3 separate regions of the Mus musculus genome follow, and regions 1 and 2 are each linked to region 3. The links are chromatin contacts, called in public Hi-C maps. All regions are on one chromosome and are shown on one strand. Each heading gives the region's core, a stretch centred on a gene start, on an enhancer-like site or on the middle of the called end of the contact. The rest is flanking DNA. Distances are from core to core; before and after follow the strand shown.

Region 1 (2,700 bases), core at 144-2,643, 360 kb before region 3:
TGTCAGAAGAACCATAGATCTCTTTGAATGACCCTGACTTTGATTTATGTCCTGGAAGGGTCAACCACAGAGGGCTATCATACCCTCTGTTCACCGTTCTTCTGAGCCCTACAATACTGCAAGTTGGGGGGACAGAGGTCATCAGAGATGAAGAATAATCCCAATGTGTGCTGTGCTCTGGATCTGACAGTTTCTGTGGCATGGAGACAATGTTGACACGGGTTAGGGTTATCACGGTTACTTAGCAAGATAACCTATGTGAAATTTGAAAAGTCAAGTCTTGGGCTGGTGAGATGGCTCAGCAGGTAAGAGCACCCGACTGCTCTTCCGAAGGTCCTGAGTTCAAATCCCAGCAACCACATGATGGCTTACAACCATCCCTAATGAGATCTGACTCCCTCTTCTAGTGTGTCTGAGACAGCTACAGTGACTTACACATAATAAATAAATAAATCTTAAAAAAAAAACAAAAACGAAAGTCAAGTCTTCTAAGAAAGGATGCTATTACCATGTCTGCCTTTTCTTCCACATTCTATTTCATGATAATCCCTTTCTCTCTCTTAATAACTGAGGAAGATATAAACTTGTGAAATGTTCCTTTCTGTGTCTCATCCCACCAGAAGCCTAGGAGATGGATTCTCATGTCCCTGTTCACACTGGATTGTGAATCCATGGATGTTGTACTTTCAATGAAACTGCTAATTAGTGTTTTCAAAGCTATGCAAAAGAAAAGAAATATGATACCAGTGTCTTCACTGTGAGACATGAAAGACCATCACTGTGCCAAGCTGGGATCTGAAAGGGACGAGTACTCACTCCTTAACATTTTTGATAACCAAAATGGTTCTTAGTGATTTTTCTTAGATTATACATACCACTCAGGTAAAATTATAAAAATATTCACTAAATAAAATGACTGCCTTGGGCACAGACAAGGTGCTCGACAACAGTTGCTTAGTTTCTGTCAAATCACTCAGATCTTTGCACATCAGTATCCTGAGGTACAGACGTGGTCTCTGTCTACCTTAGTCCTCCTGTGTGTTACAGTCCCTCAGGTTAACCATGTCTCAAGTTGGGAGTAGTGATGTTCACTTAGAGTATGTGACAGGCAGGTGGCATGCCAGGCCTCACAGTGAGACCCTGTTTCCAAGTCCTACAGGGACATGATCTTCAGCCAGCTTGGTACTCAAGAAGGGGTTTGAAACCAGGGCCCAGCGATTGTGATTATGCAACTTCTGTTTCAGATGCTGTAACAGAAGAAGAAGAGGAAGGGACAGCTGGGGGCAGAGTTATGTCCTAGTAGAGACAATTGGACCACCTCTTAGAAACCCTGGTGACACAGGGTTGTGTCAGCCTCTGGCTTCTTCTGGCTGAGTCCCAACTTCTGTCATGAGTGTTATTCAGAACACTTGGAAGGGAGATACTTAATTTGGACCCAGTTAGAATCACCAGCAGGGGACAGGCTACAGCACTGCAGGTTTCCAATTGTTTCTTAGGCTTGACACTGTTCCCAGAATCAAAGATGATGAAGGCTGCATTTGTTAAGCAGAAGAACAGAGCATGCTTTACAAAGGGTTTAAGGCAGAGCTTTGCTTCCATGTTATTCTTAGTCCTGCCCCTCCTGTGAATTTTCATTTCTTCAGGGAAGAACAATATTTCTTATGAGCTGTTTCTTCTTAAATCAGACTAAGTATAACCACTGAATCTACTTTACTAGATGCATTTATGAACTCAGTGTAATAATTACAGTCAAATAATTCAAGGCCTTAAATGCCCTATTGCTTTAGGTAGTCTGGAGTTGGAGGCAGGGGATTGGTGGTGCTGGATCTATGACAGAATGGCCACTTTAGAAGCCAGGGTTTTATTCTCTATTTGATGACTGACATACTGGCTCCAAAGAGTGGAGCGTCTGACTCCCATAGCCTTGCTGGGGCAGTTGTTCAAACACCTGGAACTCACTAGTGTGTGTGTGCATTCATGTGTGCACATGCATATGTGCATGTGCCTGTGTGCGTGAGCACATATGTACTCATGTGTGCATGTGTTTTGTTTTAAAACTTCCACAAATACATCTTTTAATTGAACTGTTTATTTACAAGCTATTTCATTACCTTACTGGCGCTTCTTTTCATTTAACATGAAAAGGTTTCATGCAAAGCAGAAAAAGTCATAGGAATAAGACTGTAAAACTCTTCACGGGCACCCAGAATCCCTTACATCATTTTTGATACTTGATACCAGGCGAGCAGAGCTTGCACACAGTTTGATCTTAGGGCCAGTTCCTTCTGTTCCTGGTGTTTACCTGGGCTTCAATATTTGCCCTGGGCAATAACAGAGACTACTGTGTACCTAAATGACTTAGTTAAGCAGATTCTAAGAATTGTCTGATCTGGGCGTGGTGGCGCACTCCTTTAATTCCAGCACTCGGGAGGCAGAGGCAGGCGAATTTCTGAGTTCGAGGCCAGCCTGGTCTATAAAGTGAGTTCCATGACAGCCTGAGCTATACAGAGAAACCCTGTCTCAAACAACCAAAAAAAAAAAAATCTGCCTTTTTGAATTGCTTGAACCATCTTCAATAGCTTTAGGAGACTCTCACCATGAGTGAGAGTGTTTTTACATCAAGGCGTTCTGTTCATGATTCTTGGGTGCACGCCGAATTGGGAACAGTGTGGGGGTTTCCCCACTAGGTTCTTTCACAAT
Region 2 (2,700 bases), core at 123-2,622, 260 kb before region 3:
TGCTCCCCAATTATTGGGAGGTGATAGAACGAACGTAGTAGGAGATGCTTGTTTTTTGTCCCTGAGATGTCCTCCGAGGGAGCTGTGTGGTCCCCGTCTCCCCCATCTCTTTTGCTTCTGCAACCACAAGGTGCACAGTCTAGCAGTACCACCCAGTACACTTGCAATATGAATGAAAGTTCCCATTCTGACCAAAATATCTCAAACCCCTTATTTAATAAAAACTGGATCAGCTCAGTTATTTGCTATAGCAATGGAAAGCTGACTAACAGTCTCTGCTCCCTTCCACGTACCTGACTTTAGGAGAGGAAACACAGTACTTAGCAGCTGATGAATATTAGTCATTTTCACTGTGAACGGTAAGCACAGAATAATAAACTGGCTCTCAGTACCCAGACATGTGATGGGCTCAGGAGAGGAAGGTTTCTTCCCTAAACATTTTTAAGAGAAACTATGTGTGTTTCAAGCAGTGCTTTGGATGAGAAATTTACCCCTAGGCTCAGATATTTGAACACTTGCTCTCCAGCTGGTGGTGGTGTCGGAGAAGGCTGTGGAATCTTCAGGAGGCAGGGCTTCTCTGCAGGAAATGGCTCACAGGGGAAAGGCCTCGTAACTCAGCTCCACTTCCTATTCACTTCTGCTTCCTGAGTGTGGATGCATGGTGACCAACCAGCCTCTCACTCCTACCTTGGCACCTCTGCTGCCAGCTGCCCTGTCCTCCCTGCCAGGGTAGACAGTGTCCCCTGGAGCTGAAAATAACCCACATCTCCCTCCCTCCAGTTGTTTTTGTCAGGGTATTTTCTGTAGCAACAAGAAAGTAACTATGGCAGCCTGTTGCCTCGGTTCATTCCACTCTTCCTCAAGCCTGTGCAATGTGATGCTTTCCCCTAAAGTGCATGGTGGCACACACCTCTAATGCCGGCACCTCGGGGGGGGGGGGAAGCCAGCCTTGTTTTACAGAATGAGACCCTACCTCAGAAAAACAAGAAAAACAAATACAACAGAGGAGCTCTGTCACCGTTTTTCTTCTTCTTCTAGAGATTGGTGTGGAAAAGCAAAGTACAATTCGGAGCGAAGGCTGCCCTTGTGGCTTTCAGCAGAAGGCAGTCCTTTAAACCATCGTTCTTGGTGCTCTCTTAACCACATTAGTAACAGCCCTGTATATGCGTGAGCCATTTGATACAAATGATTTTCAAGAAATGCAGTTATTCCTTCACTGGAATAACTCTTAAAGCAGGTCTGAGAATTGGGCGAAGTGGTAGTTACTAGCCTTCTTACCAAGCTGCAGTGGAGCTTGGAGAAGACATGGCCTGTCCAGGGCCAGGACAGGAATCCAGCTTTGGCCAGAACAAGGCCCTGTTTCCTGTTTTGTCCCTCGAGACCTTGAGTGAGAGGGGAAGCAGCCAAACAGCTACCATCTCATTGCTAAACCCTGCACCAACTTGTGGACAATAGTCTCGTTAATTGCTCAAGATCTTTGGATGGGAAGCAAGTTGTATCCTATCTCTGCAAAATCGAAATCTCTGCAGAAACATTTCTCTCTCTCTCTTTGCTCCTCCCCCCTCACATATGGAGATATCGACAGTGACAGGCCAGATAGCATCATGCTGTCTTGTGTGGTTTTTTTCAAGGGAAGCGATGAGAAGCATCTGATAAGGCTGAGAATTTTCAACTGCCTGGCACAGTGAAAGGAACACTTGTCTAGGAGTCAGGACTTGTAGGCTCTGGTTGTGACTCTTCCATCTGTTACCTGCATAACCTGTCTCTTGTTACTTTCAACCCTACAACACATAGTCGTTTAGTAAATCAATGGGACTAACATGATGAAATCATGGTGTGTAAGAGTTTTTAAAACTATACACTTTCATGGAGATGAGAAAGATTGCCACTGGAGTGGGCAGTTTGATGATATACTGTTGAATCACATGAACTTCCAGTCCATTCTCTTAACCTCATTGTGAGGGGGAAGGTTTGGAAGTGTTCGAGACTGCTTTGTATAAAGCTAGGTATGATAGGAATTCTATCACACTGAAGTCTGTAGGAAATCTGCATGTTGTAGTTCAGCCTGGGCTTCAAAGTAAGACCCTGTCTCAAAAAAAAAATCATAGAAAAAATGTGTTTAAGATTTAGTACCATATTCATTATAGTATCATATAATTTCAGCTCGTTTTTGCCTCATTGTAAATATAAAACTTAAAGACTATTGCAATAACTGTTTATATTCACAACCAGAGGAAGGACAGAATTCATACTACAAAACCAACCCATATTTTTTTAGTACTTTCTGTCCTATAAAATGTTCTGTAAAATCATTATCCCCAGGTACTCTCAAATCTCAGAATGTCTATTTATGGATTTATTTTCCATGGCAGAAGATGTAAGCAGTCCTCAGAGAACTGTAGTATGGAGAAATAAAAGTCGACTGTATGACCTTATGTATTTATTTTTACAATTCTTACACTTAACAGTTCTTTTCTTCTCTACCCCAAATTTATAGTGGCCTCAGGAAATGATTTATGAATTCATTGACTCCTTTAGTCAGGTTTGTATAAATTGTATTGTTAGTCTCTTTAAAAAATGGTTCATTTATTTTTAATTATGTGCACATGTGTGTCTGTGTGTGGGTATGTCTGAGTGCAGTGACCTTGGAGACCAAAAGAGGGCACCAGTTACCCTGGAAATGGAGATAAAGAAGGTTGT
Region 3 (2,700 bases), core at 62-2,561:
AAAGGGAGAGACATTATTTAAATGCAGAGGTTAAGGTGAGAGGGCAGGAAGCCTGCAAATGTGAGAGGTCACTTAGAAACCAAGCCTAAGAGACTGTTTACTAGGGCTCTCACCTGCAGAAGAGAATGAAAGAAACCTGCAGAAAAAAAGCAGACCTGGGGACAGCTAAACAGGGCAATGGTGCCCAGATAGATAACACAACAGACAAGAAGGCCCAGGGTTAGGGAATCAGGCACAAAACAAGGTACATTTGATTTCAGCCCCGATTCCTGAGCCTGGAGTGAGCAGAACACAGACTAGTAATCAACTCAAGAGCTCTCCCGGAGCTTGTGCTCTGGACAACAATCTCACTACTCCAGCATTCCTAGGATTCTTCTTCCTCTCACCCCAAGCCTTGACTTCAGGTTCTTCAGGCCTTGGAGCACTTTGGGAATCTGACAAAACCATGGAGCGGACCCACACTGAACATGCTTGTAACACACAGCAGAGGAACATGAAGTCAAGGAGCGAAGTCTCCTGCCTCTTAGCACAGAAAGCTCCTGACAAGAGTGCTTGGGGAACTGCAGTCTTTTCCTCTCCATTCCTGGGCCGAGGGCAGGATTTAGATGAAACAACAGATTTCCTGAGAAGTGTTATGGAAGCTTATAGCAAGATCTAATTCCCAAAAGAAAACCCCAAGGATGGCTTTTATGTTCTGGGCCTCATGCTCACCATCTCCTCACTTTCTGTGGCCATTCCCATCCAAAGAACAACTCTTCCAGAATTTATACCACGGAGACAGTGTCTGCAGGATTTTCATGTGTAAGGATTTTAGAGAGAGTGATCTAGTTGCAAGTAGGGAAAGAAGTCTCCACACCACACTTACAGAACAGAGGCCGCAATATCTGTAAGGGATCTATAAGGTAAAGGCAGTTTATTTCTAAACATAAACTTGTTTTCCAGATGGACTGTAGCCTCCTCACAACATAGTCAGATCTGGAACCATTCCTCCACAAGAATTAACATTCCATCTGGAATGCACACTGGAGATACTCCATGGCTGGTTCCTGAGCATAAAGAGTCTATCCCAGAGACCAGCCATGCCCACGGGGCCAGTGAGGATAATGACTCAGCATCGTTCTCCTTCCCAGTGAGCACACGTTTTATTTCAGAAACCTCCACAGGCCTTCCAGGTGGCTGTAGAAACCTATCCCAGAATGCAAGCCAAAGCATATCTGTCATTCACGAACTACATGTTCCAGCACTTTCTGAGGCTTAGAAAACAGGAGACAGGCAACTCAAAGAGTGATCTATAGCCTTAGGCATTCCTACTGAGCTGCATCTGCAGCTAAGATGACTCTTCATGTCTAATCAGCACTGGATTGCAAATACTTTGTTGTACTTGCTTCAAAACTCAGGCCTGGATCAGACGTGAGCTGGAGTCTGAGGACACCTGCGTGAGTGTCTTCTACACTCAGCAAGGGACATTGGTTAGAGGTAATAGGACTCTAGCAGCTAGCAACAGTTCAAACTCTTACTGTACCACTACTCAGTCCCTATCTGTCAAATGGGAATAATGTCATGGTTTAAGTACAGGGATATGAGTTAATACTTCAAAAACATTTAGAATAGTGCTTGAAAAATTAGACATATAATGTGATTTTAAATAAGCATGCTGTACTGGAAGGCCATGGTGAAGAACAATATTTCTCACTCTATGCATAGTACACGGTAGAAGGGGTTGTGATCTCAAATTTTCATACTTGTAAAAGCTGGGAGTAGTGGTGCCCAACTTTAATCTCAGCACTTGGGAAGCAGAAGTGAATCTCTGTGAGTTTGAGGTCAGTCCTGTCTACATAGTGAGTTCCAGGATAGCCAGGACTACATCATGAGACCTTGACTCACAAGCAAACAACATGTTTGTGAGGCTGCTCAGTCAGTTTAGTCAGCCACAAAGGCCTGAGTTCAGTCCCCAGAATTCACATACAAAAAGCAAGGGCAGGTACTATGTGTTTGGAATCCTGTTACTGGGGAAGTAGAGATAGGCGCATCCCTGGGGCTCTCTGGCCAGCTAGCTTAGCATACTTGCTGAATTCCAGAATTCCAGGTAGTGAAAGGCCATGTTTCAAAACAGCAAACAGACACACAACAAACAAGCAAAGAAGATAGATAACACCCGAGGAACGCAGCAGATACATCCTCTGGCCTCAACACGTGGACACATATGTACCTACATGTATATATATTTATATATATGCAAGCATTCACACACAGACACAAAAGTTTGTGTTTGTATATTTGCCAGTATTGTTCAACATCCACTGAGTGATGCATGTCAGACGTCTGACACCATGGTGGAACTTTAACTTGAAATAAATAAAGCATATTTTTATCTCCATCAAAAACCTCATCGATTATGATTCTTGCCACTTTCTTCTGGTAAAAGAAAACATTCATCAACTTAAAGAAATGTATTCTCCACTTGGATTTGATTGCATACAAAAGTTTCTTCTAAGCAAAGAGCTGCAGATCTTTCCTTTAAGTCCCATCCAAGATATTACTCAGAAAAGACTTAACAGGAAGGAGAAAAGCTTAAAGACCAGTTGTGGGTCCTGTGAATATCCATGGAGAATTTCCTTTGAGCCCTTACTTCAGAGGACTCTGCAGCCCTTCTCCATGACCCTGCTAGTGGACTCCTAGGAGTCATCAGAAATGCAGCAG

Evidence for each region. Hi-C and Micro-C count contacts between places; a contact is called where the count stands out from the background.
Region 1: a Hi-C map of bone marrow-derived macrophages shows a contact between it and region 3, with 23 read pairs. The contact joins two enhancer-like sites. A contact is called at or near these places in 1 of 39 promoter capture datasets (embryonic stem cells), 2 of 484 Hi-C or Micro-C datasets (bone marrow-derived macrophages and pancreatic cancer cells), 16 of 115 datasets of contacts at active chromatin or transcription factors (the 230-238 cell line, bone marrow-derived macrophages, craniofacial prominence and 12 more) and 4 of 9 other capture datasets (adipose tissue, liver, macrophages and 1 more).
Region 2: a contact with region 3 is called in a Hi-C map of bone marrow-derived macrophages, with 19 read pairs. The contact joins two enhancer-like sites. A contact is called at or near these places in 6 of 484 Hi-C or Micro-C datasets (CD4 T cells, the HPC-7 cell line, bone marrow-derived macrophages and 2 more), 13 of 115 datasets of contacts at active chromatin or transcription factors (bone marrow-derived macrophages, craniofacial prominence, differentiating embryonic stem cells and 9 more) and 3 of 9 other capture datasets (adipose tissue, bone marrow-derived macrophages and liver).

What each region holds. Positions count from the first base shown.
Region 1 is chr9:13,669,999-13,672,698 of GRCm38.p6, reverse strand. The region is part of intron 2 of Maml2 (mastermind like transcriptional coactivator 2); the gene reads right to left. Among named protein-coding and RNA genes, the nearest start is that of Gm51666, 61 kb to the right of the region's middle. Within about 2 kb of position 1,393, at least 22 of the 459 cell types and tissues checked have an H3K27ac peak or open chromatin away from gene starts, as enhancers often do. A contact at or near this core is called in adipose tissue and bone marrow-derived macrophages, where this site is marked.
Region 2 is chr9:13,573,048-13,575,747 of GRCm38.p6, reverse strand. All of the region lies in intron 1 of Maml2 (mastermind like transcriptional coactivator 2), which reads right to left. Among named protein-coding and RNA genes, the nearest start is that of Gm51666, 36 kb to the left of the region's middle. Within about 2 kb of position 1,372, at least 48 of the 459 cell types and tissues checked have an H3K27ac peak or open chromatin away from gene starts, as enhancers often do. A contact at or near this core is called in adipose tissue and bone marrow-derived macrophages, where this site is marked.
Region 3 is chr9:13,313,307-13,316,006 of GRCm38.p6, reverse strand. The region is part of intron 1 of Maml2 (mastermind like transcriptional coactivator 2); the gene reads right to left. Among named protein-coding and RNA genes, the nearest start is that of Maml2, 17 kb to the right of the region's middle. Within about 2 kb of position 1,311, at least 60 of the 459 cell types and tissues checked have an H3K27ac peak or open chromatin away from gene starts, as enhancers often do. A contact at or near this core is called in adipose tissue and bone marrow-derived macrophages, where this site is marked.